3 separate regions of the Gossypium hirsutum genome follow, and regions 2 and 3 are each linked to region 1. The links are chromatin contacts, called in public Hi-C maps. All regions are on one chromosome and are shown on one strand. Each heading gives the region's core, a stretch centred on a gene start, on an enhancer-like site or on the middle of the called end of the contact. The rest is flanking DNA. Distances are from core to core; before and after follow the strand shown. Region 1 holds the start of LOC107918210 (zinc finger CCCH domain-containing protein 17). Region 2 holds the start of LOC107918216. Region 3 holds the start of LOC107919274.

Region 1 (3,935 bases), core at 337-2,836:
TTTCAAACTTCACTTTTGAAAATCATAAGTGCAACAAGACTCCCTACAAAAGCCTGTAAGACTAGCATGGCACAAAGATTATACTATTGGTGCAAGAGAAGAGAAGAAACTTACAGGATGTCGAAATCCACATTTTGGGTTCAAGCAATTTCCATTCAACCAGTAATAACAATCCCTTGGGTTAACCCGGGCATATTCACTATGACGATACTCACATTCACTTCCCTATTGGCATTGAGAAGGAAATAAATATTAATTACAGAATCTAATGAACAATCAGTTCTCATCTATAAACAACTAGATGGAGTTGATGAAGACATATTGTCAAAGGCAACTTCACAAATGGCAAAACATGCTTCTAGAAAAGAACTTCAAAACCAATGCAAACAGACAAAAATAGTTCAGAAAGGCTAAAAGTGAAACCGCAGTCAGACGACAATCTAAACTGTTCCGGAATAACAGTATTAGAGATGATGCATCAAAACATTCCATCATAAACAACAACATAAGTGCATCACAATGGAAACAACAAATTCTAGAAATACTTTCTATTTTTGACAATTAGGAAGAGTTTTATAAGGAACATAAATGTTTCCATATCTTTTACACGAATAACTTGAAGTTATAATAGCGCCAGATCAATTACAAAATACTACAAAACTAATGCACCAAAATTAACATAATTCATCAAATAAATACACATTTAACAGCCAACCCTAGGGGGAGAAGCCAATAATTTTCTTTAAGATGTATAAAAGAAACATCAAGGGAAATATGTCATATATTCCCAGATGTATTCACTAGGGCTTTACCACTAAGAACCTAATATAAATTAGCAAGATCTAACATGTAAACAGCTCAAAAAACAAACAAACAAATAAATTTTCACATTTCCAATAAATTTTATTACTTCCTATCATTTAAATTTAAATAAATAACTAAACAAAGAGCCATTGAAACAGGGAAAACGAAAAGTAAATCTGAAACCCTAATTGAAGTATCGAAGCAAGATCCAACAAACAACAAGATCTTGTTCCAAACCCTAAGGGTAAAAAAAGGGGGGACAACCTTTTTGCAGGTTAAAGGGGAAGCAAGAAAGTAAACGCAATCCGTATTCCTCTTCAAAGCCTCTTCTTCAGCCGATGGCTTTGTAGCCCCGGCCACCGTCACCGTTGTGGTCGCCACCGCCGCCTGTTTCTTCTGTTGCTGCTGCTGTTGTTGTTGTGGTGGCGTAGCCGCTACCATGGCGGATTTTTCAAAAAAAGTAACAAAAGAAAAAGATCTTTTCTCAATTAGATCGAAATATTCAAATAATGAAAAAGATAAGATGATGCGAAGAGAAAAGAGGGAGGAGGAGCCGCCAGGAAAGAGATTGGGGGATTGTGGGGATGAAGGAAATATATAAGAAACCTGAAAGGCTGGCTAAGCTAAAAAAGAAAGAGAATATAAAGGAAAAAGAGAAAAATATAATAAAGAAAAGGTTAGAGATGGGAAAGGAGAGGAAAGAGAGAGAAGTTGTAATAATAAGATGGGTGGTGATGTGTTCCTTATGTCACATACACAACCATAGCTTTTAAGTGGACTTCATTTGTGTTGTTCCTTTTTTCCCTTTTATTTGATATATATTATACACTAATTTACATCTTTATTTTTTTTTATTGTCTACTCACTAAAATTTATAACTCTAAAATTATCAACATGTATTAGACCAGTGTTAAAGGTATATTCTACCTCTAAAATTAATATTGTAAGGATATATAATTATGAATTTTTAAAAAAAATTAATTTTTATTAATCGTGAAATGAAGGTGAAATATATTTTCATTATACTTAAAACAAATGCTTAAAGGTGTTAAAAAAACTTTCAAACTTTGTTAAAAGTAGTAATTAAGCCTCTCCTTTCTTTCTTTTTTTTAACTTAATTAAGCATTTGAACTTTTAAAATGCATAAAAAAGGCTCTCAAACTTCTTTAGAAAAAAAAAGCAATAAGCAACGAAGTTATTACTTTTTTTCACTCAATTAAACTTTCAAAATGCATCAAAAAAACTCTCTAATTTTTTTTAAAAAAACAATTCATCCCTTAATTTTACTAAAAATTAGAAAAAAATGATAAAAGATAAAAAATAAAAAATTTTAGAAAAATTATAAAATTTTAATAAAAATTTAAAAATTAGAAATTTTTTATAAAATTCGTAAAAAATAAAAAATTGTAAATTTTTATAAAAATCATAAAAAAAATTAATGACCCCTAGTTTTTTCAATTAAAATTACCACGTATCACAACTCAGTGTGACATGTGGCGAAAAATGATAAAAAAAATAAATATCAATAAAAGTTATAGAAAAATTATAAATGCTTTTTTGGTATGATAATTTTTATAAATTTTTTTACGAAATATATATTTCTTTACATTTTGTATAATTTTCTTACGACTTTATAAAATTTTATAAAATTTTATATTTCTATATATTTTATAATTTTTACAATTTTTATATGTTTTACTATTTTTTAATGAATTTTTAATATTTTAATTTTTTATTAAAATTTAATAATATTTATAGATTTTATTGATTTGAATTTTTTATAGTTTTTTATAAATTTTTTTTAATTTTTAATAAAATCAAAGGTTTAATTGCTTTTTTTTTTAAAAATTGAGGGTCTTTTTAATGGATTTTGAAAGTTCAAGTCCCCAATTGAATGTAAAAAAAAAGAGGTTTAATTATTTTTTTGAAAAGGTTTAAGGGCTTTTTTTTATACATTTTAAAAGCTCAAGTATCTATATGAGTGCAAAAAAGAAAAAAGAGCTTAATTTTTTTTCTAAAACAAGTTTAGGGTTTTTTACACCATTAAACTTAAAATAAATTATTATTATATTTTTTTTATGTTTGAATTTTTTGTATTGTGTTATAATGTAAGCTTTTTAACCTAAATGTCACCAAGATCTTAATTAAAATGATAAAATTGAGATCTAATAATCTAATATCTCAGATTCAAATCTCGTCATCAATAAATACCTAAATACCATAATTTTTTTTCATGGTTTTATTCTATATGAAATCACACTATATATGAGCCAATCATTTATTATTTATGATTCTACTTTTTTTTAATTTTATTATTAGTTTTTATATTTTATAAAAGTTATAGATTTAGTCATCATATTTTTATTTTATCAATTTTAGTCTATATACTTTTTAAATTGAGAACATAAAATTCTTGTAATTTTTTAATTTTGAAATTTTAGTCATGATTCAAAAAGTAGAAATTAAATACATTTGGTTAAATTAAATTACTAGTCATGTATTATGTGCACAATTGTAGATTTAGGGCCGCTTTGGATTGGCTCACCTGCAGTTAGTGTAAAAACAGTAACGGCAGTGAGATTAGTATTGTAGCGATATTATAGTGTGAGAATAAAAGAAAGCTAAACGCACCGCACTAGAGGTAAACATCCATCCAAATGGGCCATTAGTCCATATTCTCTAATTGAATCATTCTAAGTCTCTATATTTTTCGAATTTTGAAATTTCAATATTGATGAAAATGATAAGCATTACTCCATTAATTGGATTTTTAGTGAGTGATATATGAAAATAACAAGTTGACATGACATTACACATATGATAATATGATTATTACATCAAAATTTGAAAATATTATAACTTAATGAATTTAACAATGACCATTTGATAAGGACTGAAATTTTAAATTTTGAAAAGTTTAAGGATTGAAATTGACCAAATTAAACTGCCTGGACTAAATTCAAAACTTTCGCAAATTACATGGACTAATAATAGAATTTAACCTTTTTGGGACTAATAATAGAATTTAACCTTTTTTTAACTAATCACGTTATCTATACTTGTTACTAGTTTCTAATGTTACATACATTGTACATAAATTTACACATTTAATTCTTAATTAGTTTTTAAAT
Region 2 (4,127 bases), core at 690-3,189, 690 kb before region 1:
GATTTTGGGTCTTAAGTTCAATAAAAAGAATCAATTCCTAAGAATAAGCATCCATCAGGCGATAATGTTGAATAAAATTCTTAAATTGGTCATAAATCTGAATGATTCAGTCCATCCATCATGTCCTATATATTTCTAGCCATATCCAATTACCAAATCAAAATCCTTGAAAGCAACTTGTAATATTAAGGGCAAGTCAGAAGAACATTTCAAGCAATGGATATAAGCTACCGAAAATACATGTTTATGGACAATTCAGAACAACTTTTTGAACACTGGGTGTAAGCCAAACCTTACGTAGGGTATGAAATTAATAGAATCATCCATCAAAAGCCATTCAACAATAGAACGCAACACTTCAAAGACAGAAATGGAAAATCAAGCACACCATGAATGTTCTCTTCATTCTTATTGCATAAGGCAAAATACTGAAAAACAAGTTCAAATTTATTCCTGCAGGTCTTTTCTCACCTAAATGAGAAATAAGGTGAAAAACATAAGCAATACTCTACCATGGCCATCAATGATAATAGACTAACTTCCAAGGCTTTATTTATAAGTAAAGCTAACCCAAGAAATAAAGGATCATAAAGGGTTGGGAATTGTTTAATTAATGGGAGGAAATCTTGAGATTGAGGGATTTATTAAACCATGCCTTCCAATTCCCACTTGCCTTCCTATTAATTGATTCAGCTGCCTTCCCGTCGTCTTTCACTTTCTCAGTCCTTGGCTTCTTGCACAGCATGAAATTCCTTGCCCCTTGTGATCCAATTGTCTCCCATGGACTTAGTGCTGCAATGAAAAAACATACCAAACACCCAAAATCATGAATACTACTAATTTTTCCCAAATAAAACACCATTTAACATCAAATAAGCAAATCCTGGAAATTTTTTAATCTTTAAAGATTGAAATGAAAACCGACATACCATCTGATCCAGCACTGGGGCAATAAAGGAGGAAATCATTAAGATTGGATCCGAGAACGGGAAGCCGACCCTCACGAGCGTAGGATTTCAAAGCAGTATCAATGACGGCAGCAACGAGCTCTTCCTCGTTAACAACAAAACGGATCGGCCCAGCACTTCCGAGAACAGTGACGCTAATCAGGAGCCTGTTGCCCTTGGGACCCTGGTTCTTCTTCTGCTTGTAAAGCAACATTCTTTCAAATTTTTTTTGTTCAAAATTCAAAATGAAAAGGAATCAAAACCAAAAACAGATGAATGAACAATTCACCAACAACCGCGAAAAGAGAAACAATGGGTTTGTTTTGTTATTTTGTGGGGCGTATAACAAAAAAAAAACAAATCTGGGTTATTGGTGGAAAGGAATAGAGGTATTGAGGTGGGGTTGTTTATGGGTCAAGGCCAAGGCAGCGGTAGTACCAGCCTTCTTTGCAAGAACCGAATGCGAAAGCAGAAGCAGCAGAAAGAGGAAGGAGAGTGCTCGCCCTCGATTTGCAAGGGGAGAGCATCAATATACTACAGCTCCAAATTGTTTCCACCATTCACAAAAATACCAAAAGATCAATGGTTTGATTCCAACAAAAAGGGGAAAAGAGCCAGAAAAAAGAAGTTCTGGGACGCAGATTTCGACGAAAAAAGGAGAGGAATTTTAGTGATTGTAGGTAGAAGGTGTGGGAAGCGTTTGGGGGTATTTAATAGAGGAACAAAACAAGGAAAAGGATTAGAGTAATTCAGGTTGAGGTGGTATATTAGCCTTATAGAGGGGAGGCAGGAAAAGGGTTTCTTTCTTTCTCTTCTGCCGTAGGGTTGCAATGTATATATATACGGAAGTTGTTGTTTCCGTGTAGAGTTAGCATTTGGGCATATTTACGCGTTCATCCCTCCTTGTCCACCAAGCCACCTATTCATTCGCGACCGCCATATTCCCCTCCTCTTTCTTTCTACAACAATAATATTCAATTTGTTTTATTTTTATAAATAAAGTTTCTTTGAAGATTTTTCCATTAGTCATATATGTCAATTTGTTTTATTTGCCTTTTTAGGTATTTTTTCTAACTTAAGGAAATAGGTCGTTCTTTAAAAGAGAAAGGGAAAACACGCTTAGTTAAATGTGTTTTCTTATTAATTATATAAAAAACTCGTTCGTCAAAAGTCAATTCTAACGATTTTTTAAACGTTGGCTGGCAATGGTAAAAAGATTTAAAGTGCTCCAACGGTCATTTTTTTCTACAAATACTATACAATTTTAATTTTTTTCACTCAAATCTAACTCTCTCAATTCTTTCAACTTTATTAGGGCTAGTTTAGCAATACTTTTGAAAAATGTTATGGAAAAGTACTTTTGAAAAGTTTAGTTTAAATTTTGAGTATTTAGCATTACTGTCAAAAAATACTTTTGAGAAATAAAATGTCCATTTTAGACATGTTATTATCAAGTAACAAATATGTATTTAAATAATGTTTAAATTAATTTAACATTATTATATTTTTGTAAGAATATAAAATTTATTATAATTTGCTGTTAATATTTTAATATATGAAATATAAATTTTAAATATTTTTAAGCAATAAATATTAATTATTTATAAAATTTAATTAAATATATAAATTATATTTTGAATATTTAAGTATAATCATTAAATATTTGTAATTAATATTTTAAAAAATATTTTTTATTTTTAATTAATGATTTTAACACATTTGTAATTAAGCACTAAGAAGGAAAAAAAGGGAAAGTACTATGTTATTAGAGGGGTGAAAAAGTATTTAAGCACCAAAATTGCTTTTGGGAAAGGAAAAGCTAAAAATTTTAACTTCTCCTGAAAAGCCAAAAAATTCAGTCAAAAACAGTTTGTTTAGCACAACTTTTCTACAAAAGTGCTTTTAGAGCTAGAAGTGCTTTTTTTAAGCACTACTAAACAGGCTCTTAATTCTCTCAATTTTCTCAAGTTTTGTTCTAAATTTTCCGATACGCTTGTTTAAAAATATTATTTTTTAATGATTTCATATTTTATTCATTTGATTAAATTTTCAAGAATGACAACATTTCTGATTCGTTTCGAAGAAAAGTACATTTTCGTCGCTCAAGCAATAATGGTAAGACGAAATTTTAAATTTTTTTATTTTCAATTAAGTTAAATTTAAAGTTTCTTATTTTTTAAAATATTTTAAAATATTTTTTTGTCGATATAAATAGGCGAATGATCGTGTTTTGGAGGGGTTTATACACAATTTGTCAAAAGGACCAATCACCAAAATTTATGGTTACTTGCAAAACACGAGATTCTTGCATGCATCTCGTATGCTCAGGGGCTGCAAACTTGATCCTACGCTCATCAGCGCGTTGGTGGAAAGATGGAGGCTCAAGACACACGCTTTCCATCTTTTATGCGGCGAGTGTACAATCACACTCGAGGACATAGCTTTGTAACTCGATTTATCGGTGGATAGGTCAATCATCACGAGGTCAGCGATCATTCCCGTTAAAGAGGACCTTTGTGAGGCATTTTTGGGGAAGGTCCTAAACAAGTTTCAAGGTGGCTGAATATAGATGAATTGGTCAGAAACCAATTTCAAAGAGCTTCCTCCAAACGCGACCAACATCGTCAAAGAACAATGTGCCCAAGCATTCATCCTAAGGTTAATGGGGGGCATTTTAATGCCCGATAAATCTCAAATTTTGGTACGCATAAGGTGGCTACTACACCTAGCCGACTTCAAAGAATGCACACAACTGAGTTGGTCACTTACCCTTGCAAATAACAGCAGCCCTAAACCATACTTAGCTCGCTGGCAAAGTCTCCACTCCACAACTAATAAATTCACAGAAACTTATCAGAACCAATTCAATACAAACAGTCAACTCACCCACTTACCTCTTCATGAAAAGAGAATAATATCAAATCTTTACTAAATGAATAATACACTTACCAAGAATAAAGCAATGAATCAACGAAGAATTAACAACACAAATAGACAGAGAACCTTAAAAAAAACAAAAAACGAATAAGAGGGTGACAATAAAGAATAGAGGTGATTAGTAAAGGTCTAAGAAAAATCTAAAAGAAAATAATAAAGGAAAAAATGGAAAAAGGGGAAAATAGAAAAACTATGGCAACAAAAGAAATAAGAAACAAAAAATGAAAACATGAAAGCTATTGA
Region 3 (3,751 bases), core at 1,094-3,593, 720 kb after region 1:
ATTTGACATTTATGCAAGGTGGATCATTTGAGTTTTTTTTTTTAATTTGATAAAAAAAACCAATTTTTTCCTCTCCAAACAACTATTTAGCCTCAAATTTGAATATTTTCTTCCTCTTCTTAGAGATGATTAGAGGATACCGTGACTCTTGGTAAATGTATGATTTTTTTGTAGTGTAGTATTGCTATTAATTTTTAAGCTATAATCTAGTGTATTATAAGTGAGTTTGAGATTTATAAATGTTAGCATCCATCAGCCACTGACACTTTATGGGCGGTGGGGGAAAAGAAAATGTTTGTACATGAATGGGGACTGTTTCCAATTTGACTGTTGTTAATTCAACATCACAGATCCGTCTCTTAAGCAACTTTCTTGCATCAAATACAAATTGGCTTTGACTGAACTAGAGGTGATCATGGGCCGGGTCGGGCCGGGTTCGGGCTGGGTCATATAAATTTTTAGGCTCATCTACTAGGCCTGGGCCCGACCCGACCTGAAATATGGGCCTAAAATTTTGCCCAAGCCCGGCCCGAAATAAAATTACTAAGCCCGACCCGGTCCGGCCCATATTAAATTTTTTTTATTTCATTAAATAAAAAAATTTTAAAAATATAATAAATCAAATATATTTAAAAACATAAAAACAAATATTAAAACAAATAAAAATAATACTAAAACAATTCTTAAAACAATACACAAATTAATAAAATAATAAAAAATGGTTATATTAAAAATTTAAAATAATTAAAAATAAAATATATATATATATATTAATATATAATTCGGGCCGGGCTCGGGCCAAAAAACTCTTACCTGAGGCCCGGCCCGTTTTCTAAACGGGCCTCGTTTTTTTGCCCAAGCCCATTTTTCGAGCCTATATTTTTATCCAAACCCTCCCATTTTTCTAGCGGACCTTCAGGCCGGGCCGGGCCACCCAGCCCATGATCAGCTCTAGACTGAACTGATTCCATTCAAAAAGTGATAGAAAGAGACAACCTTCTTTACTATATATATATATAAATAGATACACCTTTCACTTTTTAATTTTGAGATAATATAAATTTTGGCTCTTGAATTTGGTAAATAAATTTATATTTGTTCTTGAATTTTTTTTGTCTATTATGATTTCTGAATTTGAAAATCATTAATGACCATTTAAAAAATTATATGACTTTTGACCCATAACCTTAACAACTAAGTTCACTCTGGTACCTATATTTCTTATTTTGTCTATTTTAAACTTGAAGATGAGATCTATTTTGATCCCTAAATTGAAAAAGTTAAAATTTTGATGATGTGATATTTTGAAATTGTGTCATGTCATCACTTAAAAAAATAGGTAATAATTTGCTATAAACTTAGAATGACATATTCAATGTTTTAATAACTGAATTAATGATTGAACAGGTTAGATCATCAGTTCTCAATTCAACCAGTTCAACAGTAAGACCAACAATAATGAAATAAATAATTAAAAACTCATAATAATCTAAAAAATCAAGTAAAACCGATTTTATCTTTCTTTTTTAATTTTTTTTAGATTTTTAAGAATTTTTAATTATTTATTTAATTATTGTTGGTTCGACAGTTGAATACGTCGAACTGGTTAAATCGAGAACTGGTGGTCTAACGTGTTCAACATGAATTTGGTTATTAAAACATTGAATATGGCATTCTAATATTGTTCTAAATCATCATCTAAAAATCTTTTATTTTTCAAACTCAAAATACAACGTCATCAAAGTTTTAAATTTTTCAAATTCATGGATCAAAATGGATCTAATTGTCAAATTCAAAATAAACCCTAAAAAAAGTATAGGTACCAAAGTGAACCTAATTTTCAAGTTAGAAACCAATGTGAACCTACTTGCTAAGTTTAATGGCCAAAGCTTACATTATCCTTTTTTTTCACGATAATTAACAAAATAAACTTAAATAAATAATTATTTTTATAATAATAAAAATTCCATGGACTTACCAAATTCAAAAAGAAAAAGTTACACTATCCCTTTGACTCCCTCGTGAATTTAGGATTCAAAGATACACTCCTTTAAATTACTGATATAAATTTTAATTATTTTTTAAAATTCTAAATATTATTATTTTATTTCCTAACTCTCTAATTTCATCCTTATTCATTATAAATAATTATTTAACAAATGTACTATATTTTAAAAGATTATGGTATAATATAAATTATAATATTCATTAGGTGAATGTAGTATTTGATTGGAATTTATTTGACTATTATAACCATAATATTTTCAAATCTAGTTTTTTTTGTTTTTTCTTCGACCAAATATAATTTTATACAGCTATTTTCTTTAGAAAAATATTGGTCAGAGACGGGTATCCAAGGCTCATTATCCGGTAAAAATATTTTAAAGAAGTAATCATTTTTGTAACTTTTCTTCCTCTGAATCTGTCCATGGCATCCAAGGTTCACGAATTTAAACTCAAAGCATACAATTATTAAATAATAGGAGATTATTTATTTCTAGTAATTTTGTCAGTTTATAGGGCGAAAGAGAGACATATCACTTCAATTCCCTTACTGGACAGTTCTTCAGCTCTCAAGCAACAAGCATGGTGTAGTAATAATAATAATAGCGATGCTGCCAGTTCAGTGATTCTAGCTTCCGTTTCTATGTTTTATCTGCGGAGTGTAATATTGAAAGTAAATCAGTTTTCATTTTCATGGATTACGAAAGAATCCAAAAGCCTCAGGTACTTATGCTTCTCGCAATCTCTCTTTTCTTTTTTTATTTATTTTTTTTCTTAATGCCTTTCTCTTCGCCCTATGCTCCGTTCCTTTGTTATTTTTGGGAAAGTAAGAAAGCAAGCAAGAAATAGAGGAAGATGAGATTTCATTTTCAAATTTTCTTTTACTGATCCGTTGCTTAAATCCATTTATTACTGAACAAAAGAAAAAAAAAATTGTGAAAATCCGTAGGGTGGTGGTGGATTTTCCCCTGCTAAGCTACGGACTATGCTCCTAGGAGTAGAAAAGAAAAGAAAACAAGAAGAAGAAGAAGAAGAACAAGTTGAATCTTCAATAGATTTAAGATCTGAACTTTCTCACCTTGATGACGATTCAGGTATCTTTATTTTATTTGTTTATTTACTTATTTTTTGCTTTTATTGATGTATATTTGAGAATAGATTCAGAAAGAAGAAAGAAAAAAGGAAAAGTTGAAGAGAATGGAAAGAGTGTGGAAACTGTTGATTTTTATGTTTAATTTCTTTTTCTGCAGGGAAAAGTGGCTCTGATAGTTGCAAAGATGTAGATGTGGTGAGTGTTCTTCCAGAATGTTCCACTTCTACAACAGCTAGTTCTACAGTTGCTATGCAAAATGGTAACGAGCGAAGATCAAAGGATCATTCTTTAGGCACTGCTCAAAACCGGTTCATTGAGGATCATCCTGGTTTAGATTATGATAGTGGGCATGACAACATGAGTGTGTCCTCATCGATCTTTGAGTTTCAGAAGACTGAACGAGCACCGCAAAGGGTTCCCCTTGGGCCGTTTTCTAAGCCTGCTCCATCGAAATGGGATGACGCTCAGAAATGGATAGCCAGCCCTACTGCAAATCGGCCGAAGACAGGGCAGGGTGGGCAAGGGGTGGGATCAAGAAAAGGAGGTACTTTTGGTTACGGGAGGCAATCGTCTACTAAGGTGGTCATTGAAGTTCCAGATCAAAGGATGGTTGCTTTCGAAGAACCGGATACAAAACGGATTGATACTAATCAT

What was found. A called contact is a pair of places that touch in the nucleus more often than the background predicts.
Region 2: a contact with region 1 is called in a Hi-C map of leaf, with 2.6 times the contacts expected there. The contact joins the promoter of LOC107918216 here to the promoter of LOC107918210 in region 1. A contact is called at or near these places in 3 of 34 Hi-C or Micro-C datasets (callus and leaf).
Region 3: a Hi-C map of leaf shows a contact between it and region 1, with 4 times the contacts expected there. The contact joins the promoter of LOC107919274 here to the promoter of LOC107918210 in region 1. A contact is called at or near these places in 2 of 34 Hi-C or Micro-C datasets (both in leaf).

What each region holds. Positions count from the first base shown.
Region 1 is chrA01:89,184,378-89,188,312 of Gossypium_hirsutum_v2.1, reverse strand. LOC107918210 (zinc finger CCCH domain-containing protein 17) reads right to left here and starts at 1,586. Exons shown (of 3, transcript XM_016847750.2): 1 at 1,069-1,586; 2 at 115-225. The coding sequence starts at 1,245.
Region 2 is chrA01:89,871,926-89,876,052 of Gossypium_hirsutum_v2.1, reverse strand. It overlaps LOC107918216, which reads right to left and starts at 1,939. Exons shown (of 2, transcript XM_016847756.2): 1 at 930-1,939; 2 at 372-792. The coding sequence starts at 1,161. The coding sequence ends at 611.
Region 3 is chrA01:88,462,853-88,466,603 of Gossypium_hirsutum_v2.1, reverse strand. It overlaps LOC107919274, which reads left to right and starts at 2,343. Exons shown (of 6, transcript XM_041111822.1): 1 at 2,343-2,727; 2 at 2,954-3,098; 3 at 3,255-3,751. The coding sequence starts at 2,698.